Linked DNA regions of Pan troglodytes: region 1 is linked to region 2. The links are chromatin contacts, called in public HiChIP or PLAC-seq maps. All regions are on one chromosome and are shown on one strand. The core of a region is the stretch at or near the end of the contact, and the rest is flanking DNA. Distances in the headings are between cores, read along the strand shown.

Region 1 (7,708 bases), core at 5,113-7,612, 170 kb after region 2:
ACGGAAAGAACTAACATAGTCTGGGAAAATGGAAAAATATATGGACTTGTCCTTTTCTTTCTTACACGGTTTATAAAGTTCATTAACACACATCTATCTCTCTCCAACTATACAGCAATCTGTAAGGCAAGTAAAAATTATCAACATTTTACAGAGAAAACTCTGCTTTGAAATCAAAAGATCTGTTAAAGACCTAACTGCAACCACATCTGTGGCTTCCAGTATCACTACATTAGTAGTTACGTTTTGTATTTATTTAGGGTGGGGAGTTGGGGGAAGCAGCAGAATACTTTTTACAAATTAAATCTTCTATTGAACCTGAACTATAAAGCATATAAATATACCAAGCAACTTTCAAGTATTTTAGTAATAAAGTTACAACTACTGATAACAATAAATTTGTGTTCTCACAAGTAAACATTTAACTTAAGTAAATATGGAAGGAATTCTTTTTAAAAAGCCAGTTCCTTCACAATCAATGACAATCTTTCTCATACATGACACAGTAACAAAAAAAAATTCAAATATCTGTACAAAGATAGCAGAACAAATTGTAATTCAAGACCTGCACAAGAATAATTTTGTAATGAAAGATAATGGTGTTAGACTCCAGTTATTAAAATTATGTGTACATATTTGGGGGTACCCATATTTTTAAATTACAGTTTTAAAATAAGTTAAAATATACTTAAAAATTTAATGCAACTCAAGCATTTTAAAACCCCAAAGAATCTTAAGGGTCCATATGAAGCAGTTTGAAAACCATTGCATAAAGGTTTGCCATCACTAATTAACTACTTGATCTCTGCTTAGGATATTTAAGATAATCAAGTTAAAAACTGCCTTTGACAATCAAAAATATGTAACACAAGAAAACTGATTAACCAAGGCATAATGTAACTAGTGGTCCACAGATAGAGCAAATACATTTTATTGGCTAAACCATATAAAGTTGCTATTACTTAACAATTTTGACTATAAAAATGAGGCTCATATAGTTCAATCTAGTATTTTTCTTTTTTCTTTTTTTGTCTGTTTTTTTGAGACAGAGTTTTGCTCTTGTTGCTCAGGCTGCAGTGCAGTGGCGCGACCTTGGCTCACCACAACCTCGGCTCACCACAACCTCCGCCTCCCAGGTTCAAGTGATTCTCCTGCCTCAGCCTCCTGAGTAACTGGGACTACAGGCACACGATTCCACGCCCAGCTAATTTTTGTATTTTTAGTAGAGATGGGGTTTCACCATGTTGGCCAGGATGGTCTCGATCTTTTGACCTCGTGATCTGCCCACCTTGGCCTCCCAAAGTGCTGGGATTACAGGCATAAGCCACTATGCCCAGTCCTCAATCTAGTATTTTTCATTTTGACAGTATCTTTGTTTATAAAACCATCAAAAAGATGTCAAAATATATGATCATATAACAAAGTGAAAAGTGCAATAACAATACAAAGATATATCACTATAACTATCTTAACATTAAAAAAGTTTAAATGTTAGATCCTCTAAAGAGCACAAAACTATTCATTTAAGTAGCACTAACTGCTCAATACCCAAAGTACATTGGAATATGCCACTTTTTTATTTACTGGAAGATGAGTGGACTGATAATTACCTACCTTCCTCAATGCAGTTTGACACATGACTTTTCAAATTAAAGGATTATGTTCTTGTAGTTATCACTAGAATTTCTTCAAGTAAAAGATTAAACTTAAAAACTCGTTAACTTTACAAAATAAATAGAAGCATTTCCTCTTTTATTAAAAACTTTACTGAACTACCCCATTGACAATAGAGCAAGTTAGACTTAAGAGTTAGGGATTTCAGGATAGTTTTGATGGTTAATTTATTTATGGATATGGTTTACCTCTCCATTCTTTTTACTGACCTAAGGTTACCAAATTAGGTACATTCAATATTTTAATAAGTCTCTTTATTTTGGAGGATACTAAATCAAAACCGTAAACGGACTTCTAAGAATAAATGTAATTCTCATACAATATATAATTCAATATTCAGGCATCGGGTTAAACCATATTATTTCATTTGAAGGTGAATTCCATTCCTTGTGAAGTTGCCCTAAAATTCAACACACTGCAACAAATTAAGCCACCTACTGAGAGAATAACACTTTCTGTCCCATATAAAGGTGACCCTTCTTCCATCATTATATAGAAATATAAAAGCAAAAGTAATTCACACTGGATGAGCATGAGTTTCATTCTTCCATTATGAATTAGACTGAACAAACATTCAAAATACTATGACTCACTTGGCTACATTACTGAACACTTTATTAAATGGAAAACAAGATAAACTCTAAGAATCACATTTTGAGAGTTATAGATGACTTTTAACTTAGAGTTATATCAACAAGAAAAACATGTCTTTATTAGAAATAAACTTTTCATTGTTATTTTAAGAATGATGAAACATTTAAAATGCTACATACTGATTCTCTTAAGAGCACTTCAAAGTGGCACTCTTTAAAAAGCTGCAAATGTTGCCAAGTCATGTTATAACTGGCTCAAAGAATCCTATTTCCATTAAGTTATTTCATGCCACTGCATGAATCAATATTAAATACCTTGGAGTTACTAAAAACTGGAATACTGGCAGAGATGTGCTCAGCAATTATAAAATACGAAAATGTGAATACTCTTTTTCCACGTTTCTTTTAATAATGGCTAGAAATGAGGATGTTCTTTCTAGGTAAACAGAAATAGTTTCCTAAAAGCTAAAGGAAAGATGTAATATCTTAAATGCTAGCAAAGTGTCATGGATCCATAGCCATAGCTCTCTCAAAAGAAAAATGAAATACATTTTGAAGCCTAATATTACCTCCAAACATTTTATTAGCCTAACAAATTGCCAGAGCCATTAAAAAATTTTTTTATCAAAGTCAATACAGTGCTCTTTTTCCTTATTCAATTAAAAAACATAACTTGCTGTCATTTTAACCAGGCTGCACTTTAATCAAACATGTCTTAAATGACACATTTTTTCATGTCAAAGACATAACATCAATTTAAAAATTAAGAAATAAATTTTTTTGAAAGCTAAGTTCAGATGACATCTGGCCCTGCAGTGAAAGAGTTAACATTCAACTAAGCTGATCTGCACTTCTGATCCATTACATTTCTCACAAGCTACCCTACAATGAGCTGAGCAAGTATCAACTGTAATTTGATCCTAGAGTTTATGGAAAAAAATAACTGCACATACTCAACATGCACATTTAATAAAAATCTGTTTCAAGAGAAACATATCCAATAAACACAATTTAAGGCATATTTAACTGTTCAATTAACCTCAAATCTGCAATCCCTTTGCTCTCACGCTCTCAAATAAAATAGGAAGAAAAAAAAAAGCAGCAGCCCTACTGCAGGGAAAAGAGGCTTGAAAAACAACTTTGATTGGCACTTGGCCTGACCCACAGAGGAAGAAAAACAGTTTTTGGACAAAGAGCGCAAATATTTGAGCTTGCTTACTTATGTGCTTTTTTCTTTCTTCCTTTTTAAAAAAAAAATGTAGAAAGAACAATCCCAAAGTGAACCGTATTTAGAGATGTTGACTAAAAACGGTACCATATTCATCTCCGCTTTCAGTCCCGATGCATTTGCACAGCTCAGCAATTTTAATTCATTTGTAGTGAACAAACAGAAGCGTCTCACCTAACGTTTCCACTTAATAAAATGTAAAAATAGAGTTTGAATACGAATAAACTGATTATAATATTACTTTGGGGCAGCTGTTAAAATCTGATCAAAAAGTCTAGAGACCTTTTTTTCATTCCCTTCCCCATCCCTCTCGCCCTTCCCCACGGGGCGATTAAGCCAAGTAAGCTAAACAATACTGGAGTAAACTTTCTATCAGTCACTCTAGGAAGCAGCAATAAACTGATGGTGCGCCTCATTTTTCTGGATCAACACGGGGGGAGGGGGGTGCTAAGGAGGAATAACCCACATCCACCTCAGTCTTCTCCTCCCCCAACCCCAGCCTCAGGAACTGGCCAGGTCGAATTGCATTTCCCATGGGCATAAAGTTCAAGATGCTTTACTGGTTCCTTTCGAGACTGAACTACAGACACAGGACTACCATCCAAACAATTTGAAAACGGGGGGCGTTGAGCAAGGCGCGCAAGGCAGAAGCAACCGAATAAACAAAAACAACACTCGCAAGAGTTAGCCACAGCAAAGAGGGGCCAGGTTCCTCGGGATCCGACCCAGCTGCTCTGATTTCACACCGACCTCCATCAACAGCTAAACTGCACAGGGAGGAGGATCGAACGGATCCCTCCCGCCCTCCGCCCAAGGAGCCGACCCGGGGTAGCAAGGTAGGGAAATGAGCCGTAAAGGAGAGCAAAGGCACCAAATAAAAGGAACAAGGGAAGAAAAAATATCCCAACCCCTCCAGACTTGGGTCTGTCCCGGCGGAAATAAAAAGCCGCAGCAGTCCAAACCCTCCTGCCCTCAACCCACGCCCCCTTTCTCAGTCCCTGCGGAGGGACGGTGCCCGGGGATCCCTCTCAGCCTCCCCCAGTGCGCGCCCGGGGACGAGCCGCCCGAGCCCCGGCCGGCAGGAAGCGACCCTCGCCGGCAGGACCCCGGGCCGAACCCGTACCTTCCGCAGCACTTTCCGGCAGTTGGTACAGAGCAGGTAGTTGGCGGCGGCCGACGGGCTGCCGCCGCCCCGGTTCATCGTGGCTGCGGGCGCCGAGGCGAGAGCGGGCGGAGGGCCGGGTCCGGGCTGTCACTGCGGCCACTGCAGGGCCGGTCCGTCCCCCCGCCGCCAGCCGCGATTCCGCCTCAGCCTCCTCAAGGCGGGATGTCGGGAGGAGAGGCGACTGCCTGAAAGCTAGCGGCACTGCCAGAGGCGACCACCGCGGCAGCTGCCCCAGCGACGGCGGAGACGGCGGCGGCTGCTCCTCACCGGCCCGTTGTTCCACCCGCCCCCATCTTCCAGACCCCCGCCCCCGCCAGGCTAGGACGAGCAGCCGCCACCGCTGCCACCGCCACCGCCGCCGCCGCAGCGCCTCAGTGCGGCCCCGCCTCCGCCGCCCCACCACCTTCACCACCTCCACGCTCCGGTACCGCCCCTCCCGCCAATCGGACAGCTCCGGCTACGCCCCCAGGGCGCTAGCCCGCAGCCAATGAGCAACGAGAGCCCGACTGGGAGTCGCGCCGGCCAATCGCAGGGGCCGAGGAAGCCTTGAATCTCCGGGCAAGTTAAGTTTATCTCCGAGGCTCGGAACTGAAGGGAGATGGCGGTTAGCTAAGTAGTAGGGTAGCAGGGAACAGTTTGCTCTCCTCTGCCAATAAGAGGACGAGGGTGTGTCATATGCAAATATACTGCCCTCCAAGCCCCACCCCCAAGATAAGCTACGCCCCCTTCTCCAGGTCCCTGCAGAAGTGGTGAGGAGAATGAGATAAATAGTTGGGAGCTAGAGCTCGCTAGAGAGTCTAAGATTGAGCTAAATATTTCCTGATCTCTCGAGAAAGGGGGAGGGGAGTGGGAGGATTAAATGTTCCTTCCTTCAGGGCAGTGGTTAGGCTTTCTCTCCACCAAAATCTAACTTTAGCTGTAAAGAAGACTGCAGTTATGTAGCACTTTGTATCCAGGGATCTCAAAGAACTTTACGCATCATTTATTGTGAACCTTGTTTTGCAAAGATTTCAGTTACTTGAGGCTTGGGAGGCGGATAGGGGATAAATGTCTGAGTTATATATATATTTACGCAAGTAATCGAGTTTGAGGGGAGAGACACAAAACCTCTGGTTTAGCGGTTTCCTCTTGTTTGTGAAGCACCTTCTAGCAGTTATCTTAGAGATGTAAGTTCATTTACTTGTCCAGCACTAAAAGGCCAAAGGGGCTTGTTTTCTCACCCAAAAGACCTTCCTGAGGCAGCTGTTCGGATACATGCAGAGCACAGCGCCCTGCTCAGAAAGGAAGGTTCAGAGAACAAATTGCCGTTTAAAACTATTGGGACAAACCTACCTCTTCTAAAGCTTAAAATGGTAAGTCAGGGTTTTAGCGTCCACGTTCTGCGGAGAGAAGGCAGACTTGACTGGGGAAAGCGCAGGCTGACCGAGTGTGGGGGGACAGACGGGTAGGGGAGCCAGGTCTCCCGAAGGGGCTAGCAATGCGCGTCCGAGTCGAATGCGGGTTCCCGATGCTAGACGCCCGCAACCTGCTCCAGAGTGAGAACAAAGGCCGGCGCAGAGCGAGAACCTGATTGGTGCCCGGTCCTCACTCGTGTCCTCCGGGCCCCAGAGATAACTTGCATCGCCTACTGGCAAGGAGCTCTGTGCTCACTGGAGCCCAGCTCCCCACCCGGCCATGGCCGTGGCCACAGGACTGTGCATTATGACATCACCTGTTTTCGATTTTTAGAACCTAATCAGTATTCTCGGCTTCTCCTTTTTTAAAGGTCTCCAGCGTACCAGGATTTGTGAAGGCCTGAAGTTCGTAGAATGAAATCTATGTGGAGATGATTTAAAAGAACGGTTTCACTGGTTTGCATTTCTTTCTTTTCTTTTTAATTAAAAAAAAAAAAAACAACCCTGGTTTCCTTAGGGATTCAGGGTGGTGTTATGCAAAATCGGAAAGGTACACTTGGAGGAGCTAGCAAGTTTAGCATATCAAAGCTATTAGACCAATTTGTGCGGTTAAAACTGCCATTCTCATTTCTCAACAGCTGTCTCCTCTCTGTCCCTTTTTAGAGACCAACACATATAAACCAAGTCTACACAAGAAACAAAGGTAATGGAAATCTGCTAGTATCAGGTTTAAATAGATCAAAATAGAGTAGAAAACCCCAAAAGGGTCTAAGTTATGTAGTTGGGTAAAGGTGTTGATCTATTTAGCCAGTGTTAGCTAAAGGTCGCTTGATGCTGTGTAGACATATATAACTAAAGAGCAATGAATGGTGTGGGGAAGGTGCTTAAGATTCAGTTAGAAGAAACTGTAAAAGCAAGTAAATTCAGAAAAGGAGGGAATTACCACATGCCCTTCGATGCAGAGAACCAAGAAATGCAGGGAGAAAGTCAGCAAGGCACAGTTTTTCTAAGAAACACATATGTGTCCCCATTTAGTGGTAAATTTCTTGGGCTATATTCCTGGCTGGTTCTGGCTTTTAAAGCAGATTTTATTTGAGTATATTTTAAAGGAAAGGAGAAATTGAAGGATGAAGTGAATTTTTGTGCAGATTGAATTTTCTCAAATAGAATTTTAAATTCATATTGTTTTCTAGCACATTCTTCTTATAACCTTTTCTTTTCTTTTTTCACTTGACAGCTAAAATCCTTTCGAAATGAGTTCCTTTAATTTCTTCAGTAACTAAATCCTCCAGAAAGGAAAGCCGAGAGAATCTAGTCCTATACAATAACACCCTCTAACAAAGATCGCTAAAGGAAGATTTTAGTAGATGAATATCTTCAATAATACATGGTCACATACATGTATCTGACCATATGATGGCTCTCTGCACCAAATTCCTCCAAACTATTATAATATGTATTGTCTGTAGTGCTATTTATTTGGAAGTTAATCATGTATTACATTGTGACATTTCTTACAGTGAACCATTATGTATGTGTTTATGTTCTGCCCTCAACTACTCAATGCCAGTACCTTATTCTTAACACAGCAGCCACCCTTTCTGATCTGTCCTCACACCCTCATTCCCATCATAGTTATTCTCCTCTCTCATGG
Region 2 (7,234 bases), core at 4,500-6,999:
TGAGGGCTAAAGTAAAAAACAATTGGTGCTTGCCTGAACTTCTCAATAAAGAACAGAAAAACATAAATTTTCTTGCCTATCTCACTCATTCAGACAACTTTGTCATTTCTAATGTAATAAGAGATGGAAGTTTATTCTTTATAAAATTCAAGCTGAGAGGCTGAACGCAGAGTCTCCAGGCACACAGGAAGATGGAGTGAGTTGCCTGGCTGAAAAGGGGCTAAAGCTAATACTGAGATGGTGGAACCACAGGATGAAAGCATACTGGATTCACTGGAAGGGAGAAGCCCTAGAGAACTGCTGGACCTACAGTACACCTTGTGTGACCAAGGAATCAATTTTTATGTGATAGGAAAAAGCCTCATTGGCCCTGGAATGCAGGAGGCAGACAGCCTTCAGCTGCAGAGAGCTGCCTTACCCAAGGCCATGTCTCTTCCGAGTGTAGCCCACATCCAATGACTGCTCAGTGCTGGAGCATAAAGCTTGGCCATCTCTGCTGAACTCAGGACAATCCTGAGGCCATTTGAGCTCCAGAGTCCCTGCAGGATCGGCTGACTATCTTTGGGCATAAACCACAGATCAACTTTTCTCTGTGCTCAAACCTGCTTCCTATACCTCCCTTAGTCAGATATTGATCCCAAAGGCACTCTAAAGATCTTGGTGCTGAAGTCTTAGAGTCTGCTCTGTAGTGGACCTGACCTGCAATTGTACTTTAGGTTTCTTTGTGTTTCAAAGGCATAATTTCCTTGAGAGAATAAAGATTGGTCCCCCTGCTGAGAAATTATAATCCTTCTTTGCATGGTTATTTAGGGATGTGAAGAGATAGAAATGGCCATGAGATAGAATCTCAGCTTCCAATGTATGGAACTATTGTTGTGACCCCCATTGAAAACATGCCACTTTGAACACCAGAAGTCACAAGGACAAGAAGCAAACATCTGATCTTTGGCATGATGGATCAGTCCCAGTTTTACACCTGGATTTACTAGAACCATGCGCTCTGGCTCTGAAAGAAACAGTTCCATTTCCAGAGCAACTGACTCTCACATGCATTGCTACTGCGAATGTACCATCATACAGCCCCTTTGAAAAACCGTTTGTCAATGTTCTATAAGCTTAAGCACTCATCAATCCATAGCAGTTCTCCTCCTAAATACCTACACATTTTATAAGAATCATGAACTGTGGATAATTCATATATCTCTGAATATATAAATAGAAAAACTCATAGCTTATTAAAACTTGTAGCTTATTGAATATTATTCAGCAACAAAAAGGAATGTATTGCTGGTATATGCAACAGGAATAGCTGGATCTTACAAACATCAGATTTGGAAAACAAGCCAGATCCAAAGTGAAAACCTATTGTATATTTTCATTCATACTCATTGCAAATATAGACCAAAGTAAGCTGTGGTCATCGAGTTTAGAACGTGATTGCCTCTGGTGGGAAGCAGGGATTGACTGGAAAGCTCCTGGCATGAGAGAATGTGATGGGGCCATGGGAATGTTCTACATCTCCTTTTGGGTGATGATTACATGGGTGTATATGAATGTTAAAAGTCACTGATGTGGAGACCTATGGTGTATGCATTTTTATTGCGTGTATTTTAAACTGGAGAAAACTGAACAGGAGACAAGACAGGAGCAGCTGGAAAAGTGGGAACCATCTTAAGAAACACTGGAAAGCTGAATGCTAGGCTGGCAGAGAGAAAACCTGGAGGGCAATGGAATCCCCAAGGCAGAACCAAAAGGAATCAAGATTTTGTGACACCAGGTACCTCCAGAGTTGGAAGTAAAAGTGAGGCTAAACACAGAGATTTTGATAAAAATCTGTTGGAGAAGTTTCTTTAGTTCCTTGGGTCAGCTCCATCAAGTTAGCATCTGGATGACTACTTCCACCAACGACTTCCACTCATCTTTCAGTGGAAAATGAGACTTTCTCGCTCCTATATTCCAGGTGAGAATTGGAGGTTGCTAAAATTAGGTGATGAAGTTGGATTGTGGACATAAAAGTGCAGGAAAGAAAGGGATTCTGACAATTTCTGGAGATGGTAGCTTGGCTCACGTTCCAACTTGGAATGTGAGAACTGAATTTCTGCTTGTTATCTTCAGCAGCATCACAATCTTATCCTAGGCAGATAGATGCCCTGGAATGGCTATCATTAAAAAAAATCTTGGATAGTAAAAGAAAAGAAACATAAACACACAAATAACTTGTAGAAAATATTACTCCTATTGTCCTCCTGTTTCTATTCAGCTACTTTCATAAATATTTTACATTCTCTTGCCAAATAAGAGCAAGCAATAGTACAGCTAAACTTGCTTCTGAATTAGTCTTCTGGAAAGTTCAGGGAGTTAGGGGTGGCTGTGCAGGGCTTCTTCAAGCAATTGCAATTAGAATTCTATGTTACTTCATCTGACAATCTCAATTTGGGTCACTCTTCTTTGTAAAATTTGCCCATATCTAGCTGTTTGCCCATGTCCAATCATAAGCTTTTGCTATTCTGTACTGTTTTGTTTTGGAAAATCAAGGAACATTAATAATGAAAATTATCTAAAAGCAAGTATAGAGCCATCTTTGTCCTCTCCCATGACCTTTGTTCCTTCATTTCTGAAGGCTTCTCTTCATTTCTGAGAAATAACAATTATGAGTTCGATGCATATTCTTCATGTTTATAGTTGGAAGTCTACAGAGCCAAGATGATATGTCAGGTTTGGTTTTAACAACTTCTCTTCCTCCTGCTACCTATTTAAAAACTCAATATTACAAGGCCTGAACAGATTGCTACGTATATAGATCCTAGTGACTCCAACAGAGTCAACAGACCTGTGTAATTTTTTATTTTATTCATTCCCCTGCTGATGGACATGTAGATTATTTCCACATCTTTGTTATGTCAAACAACACTTTCTTGAACAGCTGTGTGCATAGAACTAGAGTTCCTTGGTTATACTGATATTTGTTTTCAATTATTCTAAGAATAGCTAGGTCAGTCTACAATTTCTATCTCCATTAGCAGTGGGACAGTTCTGGTTTCCCCATATCTTGGCCCATTTTTACACTGTCAGATCGTTTCACTTTTTCTAATTTAAATTGAGAAAAAGTGTCTCATTGCATTTTCTCAATTACTAGTGATCTTGTACATCTCCTCATATTTATTGGCCATTTGGATTTCCTCTTTTTTTGAGTTGCCTTTTCTAAGGCTTCGATCCCTTCTTTTGGGTTGACTCATTGTTTTTATTGATCTGTGGAAGTTTTCAGGATACTTATTCATTGTCCATTTTACATATGACAAAACTGTTCTTCCAGCCTGTATCTTGTCTCAATTTTTTATGTCATCATTACACTGGAATGAGTTAAATATGTCAGAAATTTTCATCGTGGTTTGTGCTTTTGGCTCTTCTTTAAGATAATTTTCCCACCTTGAATTCATAAACACATTTTTCAGTATATTCTCAAATAGCCCTAAAGTTCTCTTTTATACAGTCTTTAATCCATCACTAATTTACTCTTCTAAGTAGTGCACGGTAGAGCTCTATTTTATTTTTCCCCCCAATATCAATATCTCTTATTGAATTGTCGATTGCTTTTCATGGGATTGGTAAGCCACCTTTATTATATACAGACTCCCACATATACAGTTGAGCCTTGAACAAATGAAGTGCATGGGTCCACTTATACAGGGATTTTTTTTCCCACAACTGTATTGGTAAATTTTTTGGAGATTTAGAACAATTTGAAAAAGCTCCCAGATGTATCTTGTACTCTAGAAATATTGAAAAATATAAGAAAAAATTAGGTGTGTCATGAATGCATAAAATATTTATAGATATTAGTGTATTTTAACATTTGCTACCATAAAATATGTACAATCCTGTTACAAAAAGCTAAAATTTATCAGAATTTACACACACACACAGACCATACATAATGCCATTTGAAGTTGAGATAAATGTAAACAAATGCAAAGATATAGTATTAAATCATAACTGCATAAAATTAACTATAGTAATACTGTATTATTTTAAGAATTTTGTAGCCTCTTCCTTTTGCCATTGCAGTGAGCTCGTGTGGTGAGTATACTCTTAAAATGCTGCAGAGATGCTCATCTCTGCCTGAGCAACTTTTTTCTCTCTGGTAAATTGTCTATCACAGTAAAAAGTGATCTCTTGAGTATCATGTTTACGGCAATATCCTAAAGCTTGAATAATACTATGGGGCCCAGACGAAGTGCCACTAGTGATGCTGGAAATGTTCCCAGGAAGCAGAGAAAAGTCACGACAGTATAAGAAAATGTTGAATTGCTTGATGTGTAGTGTACATTGAGGTCCGCAGTGAGGTTGCCAGCCATTTCAGACAGGCTATTCATCTTGTAAACGGTTAAGGTATCCATAAATATAGTACAGTATAGTAAATACATTTTCTCCTCCTTATGATTTTCTTAAAAACATTTTCTTTTCTCTAGTTTTCTTTACTGTAAGAATCCAGTATTTAGTACATGTCACATACAAAATCTGTGTTAATCAACCGTTGATATCTGTAAGACTTCCAGTCAACAGCAGGCTCTTAGTAGTTCAGTTTTGGGAGGAGTCAAAAGTATTTGAGGAGTTTCAACTGCACAGGGATTCAGCACCCTGAACCCCCTCATTGTTCCAGGGTCAACTGTACACGTATCTGTGTCTGGTCTCAGTATCTGTGCTTAGAGGTACTGTTGATATCAGCTCAAATATTACAGTTTGATAAGGGAGAAGTCTTTTTTTTGTTTTAAGGCATCATTTTGGGGGTTGTCATTTAAATATTTGACTCTAACAGTCAAGCTCTACCGCCTTGAACAAGTGACTTAATGTCTCAATGACTCAGTTCTGTCATCTGAAAATTGGAGGTAAGAATTTTCTTATAGGTCATAAGAATTAAATGATTTATTGTACCAAGAGTAAACCGAACAGTGTTTGCCATGTTATAGTCACCAGGTATGTTAGCTATTTTAAATAATATTTTACTATTAGAAATAAAGAGGGATTTCTGTTCATCAAAAGATATGAAAAAAAGAGAGAAATGACAAACCAAGGAGTGTGAACTGATATTGTATTACTCATATCCAGCAAAGAGCTGATATCCATTATATATAAAGAGCTAGTGCAGAGAACGCCAACCCAATAGAAAAATGGACAAAATACATAATAGGCAGCTTATGAGTAAGAATATCCAAATGGCCAATGAACACGAAAAAATTACTCACTCTCATTTGCAGTTAGGGAAATGAATTTTTTTTTTAAGTTTTAAGTGACAAAATCTCACTGTGTCACCCCAGGCTGTTGTGTGGGGACGAAATCACAGGTAAAACAAATCTTAATGCCCTCACCTAACTGGCTAAAACTAAAAAGTCTGACATTCACCAAAGGTTTGCAAAAGTGAAGAGCACTGAGCACCCTCATACACAGCTATCCTGTGTGTAAATTGATAAAAACTGTTGAAAAACAATCAGGCATGGTAAAGTTTGAATTCACATACAGTTGTCCCTTGATATTCTGCAGGTGGATGGGGTTCGGTCCTTAGTAACCCCTGAGGATTCTGAGGATTTTCAAGTCCGTATATAAAATGGCTTGGTATGCGCATGTAACCTATACGTATTTTCCAACATACTTTAAGTCATCTCTAGATTACTTACATTATGATGAAAATGCTATGTAAATAATTGTTTACCGTATTATGTTCTATTTATTTTTATTGTTTTTTTTTCTGAATAATTTCTACCCACAGTTGGCTGAATTCACCGATGCTGAAGCCAGAGGTTACAGTGGGCTGCCTGTATTCTGTGACAAGGGATCCATTCATACCTAAGAGGACACATGAGCTCCAGTATACATGTCCAAGCGTGTTCTGAGCAACACTGTAAGAGGTCAAAAGTGGAAACAACCCAAGTGCCCATCAACAGCACAAACATTTATACCATTGAATGCCTTACGGCAAGGTAACAGGATCAAGTACAGCTACATGGAACACATAGATGAGGGAAATAAAACACAAAATACATTAAAATATAAAAAGCACAATTCTATGTATATAAGGTTACATAACATTTTCAAAATCAGCAACATTTTAATTAATTTAATTAATTTAGAATTCTCCTGCAGAGTTTTCTCTCTTTTCTCCAATGTGTTAATTTATTTAATCATTTATTTACAACAGCACAGATTAATATTTATTTTATATTTTGGAATATGATATAGTGGTATTTTAGTTTGTTCCTTAAATTGTTCAAGATTTGGCCATTGGGAGCTGTTTTATTGGTTTTTGTACCCCTCTAGAATTACCCCATCAATGCTTTTGTTTGTTTTCTATTTATCACATCCTTATTTTCCAGCACTCCAAGATGCTCTCGGCCCTTTCTGTATATTTCCTTTCCAGATTTAGAAACTGTATTTCTTCATCAGTATTGCTAGATTGTTTTTTTCTTTAAAAGTGTTAGATTTCAGTTTTATTAATCATCTTTTAAAAAAACATATTGTCCCTTTTATTTGTAATTCTATTTTTATTTTAATGTTTTATTTTTTGTTTTGGTTTTGTTTTACTAATTGCTTGACTTCAACATAAAAAAAGTTTTAGAAATGTGGTTATTAATTTTCAAGTAAATATGATTGGATTCAGGTTTTTTATTTTTAACCTTCAATATTATTTCACTGCGGTCCAGATGTGCTGAATTTATTGACCTATTACATTTTAATTGACATTTATTTTGTAGTCTTGTATTGGGAAATTCTTCTGAGTGTTTTCTATATATTTTTGGTTGTTGCAGGTTATATGATCAAAATTGTTGTTTGTTGTGCAAATTATTATAGCATTACTAGTTTTGTTCTCTGCACTATTGTTTTCTGAGAAAACGGTGTTACGGGGAAAAAAACTTCCATCATGAGTGCAGATTTTTCAGTTTTACCTTATAACTCTCAGTCTTGGCTATGTGTCACTGTTATGTGTTTAGGTGCGTTAAGTTCATCACTGTAATGTTTTCCTAGTGAATTTTCTTTTTCAATAACTATAAAATGTGCTCCTTTGATCCTATCAATACACTGGATATTAATATTGTTGCCCTAGGTTTCTTTTGTTTAATATTTGTCTGGATTGCCTGTTCCCATAAATTGACCTTTAATCAGTTAGCTTTGTTCTTAAGATTGGTTTAAAACGTAGAATAATAGGGAGGGGCATGGGAGGGTGGGACGTCTAATGTAAATC

Evidence for each region. HiChIP or PLAC-seq counts read pairs in DNA pulled down with a chosen protein or histone mark.
Region 1: an H3K4me3 HiChIP or PLAC-seq map of stem cell-derived excitatory neurons shows a contact between it and region 2, with 2.5 times the contacts expected there. The contact joins the promoter of SESN3 here to the promoter of LOC738544 in region 2. A contact is called at or near these places in 1 of 7 Hi-C or Micro-C datasets (stem cell-derived neural progenitor cells) and 1 of 1 datasets of contacts at active chromatin or transcription factors (stem cell-derived excitatory neurons).

What each region holds. Positions count from the first base shown.
Region 1 is chr9:97,338,122-97,345,829 of NHGRI_mPanTro3-v2.0_pri, forward strand. SESN3 (sestrin 3) reads right to left here and starts at 6,363. Exons shown (of 11, transcript NM_001280335.1): 1 at 5,993-6,363.
Region 2 is chr9:97,166,999-97,174,232 of NHGRI_mPanTro3-v2.0_pri, forward strand. LOC738544 (serine/arginine-rich splicing factor 8) reads left to right here and starts at 5,750. Exons shown (of 2, transcript XM_009424020.5): 1 at 5,750-7,234.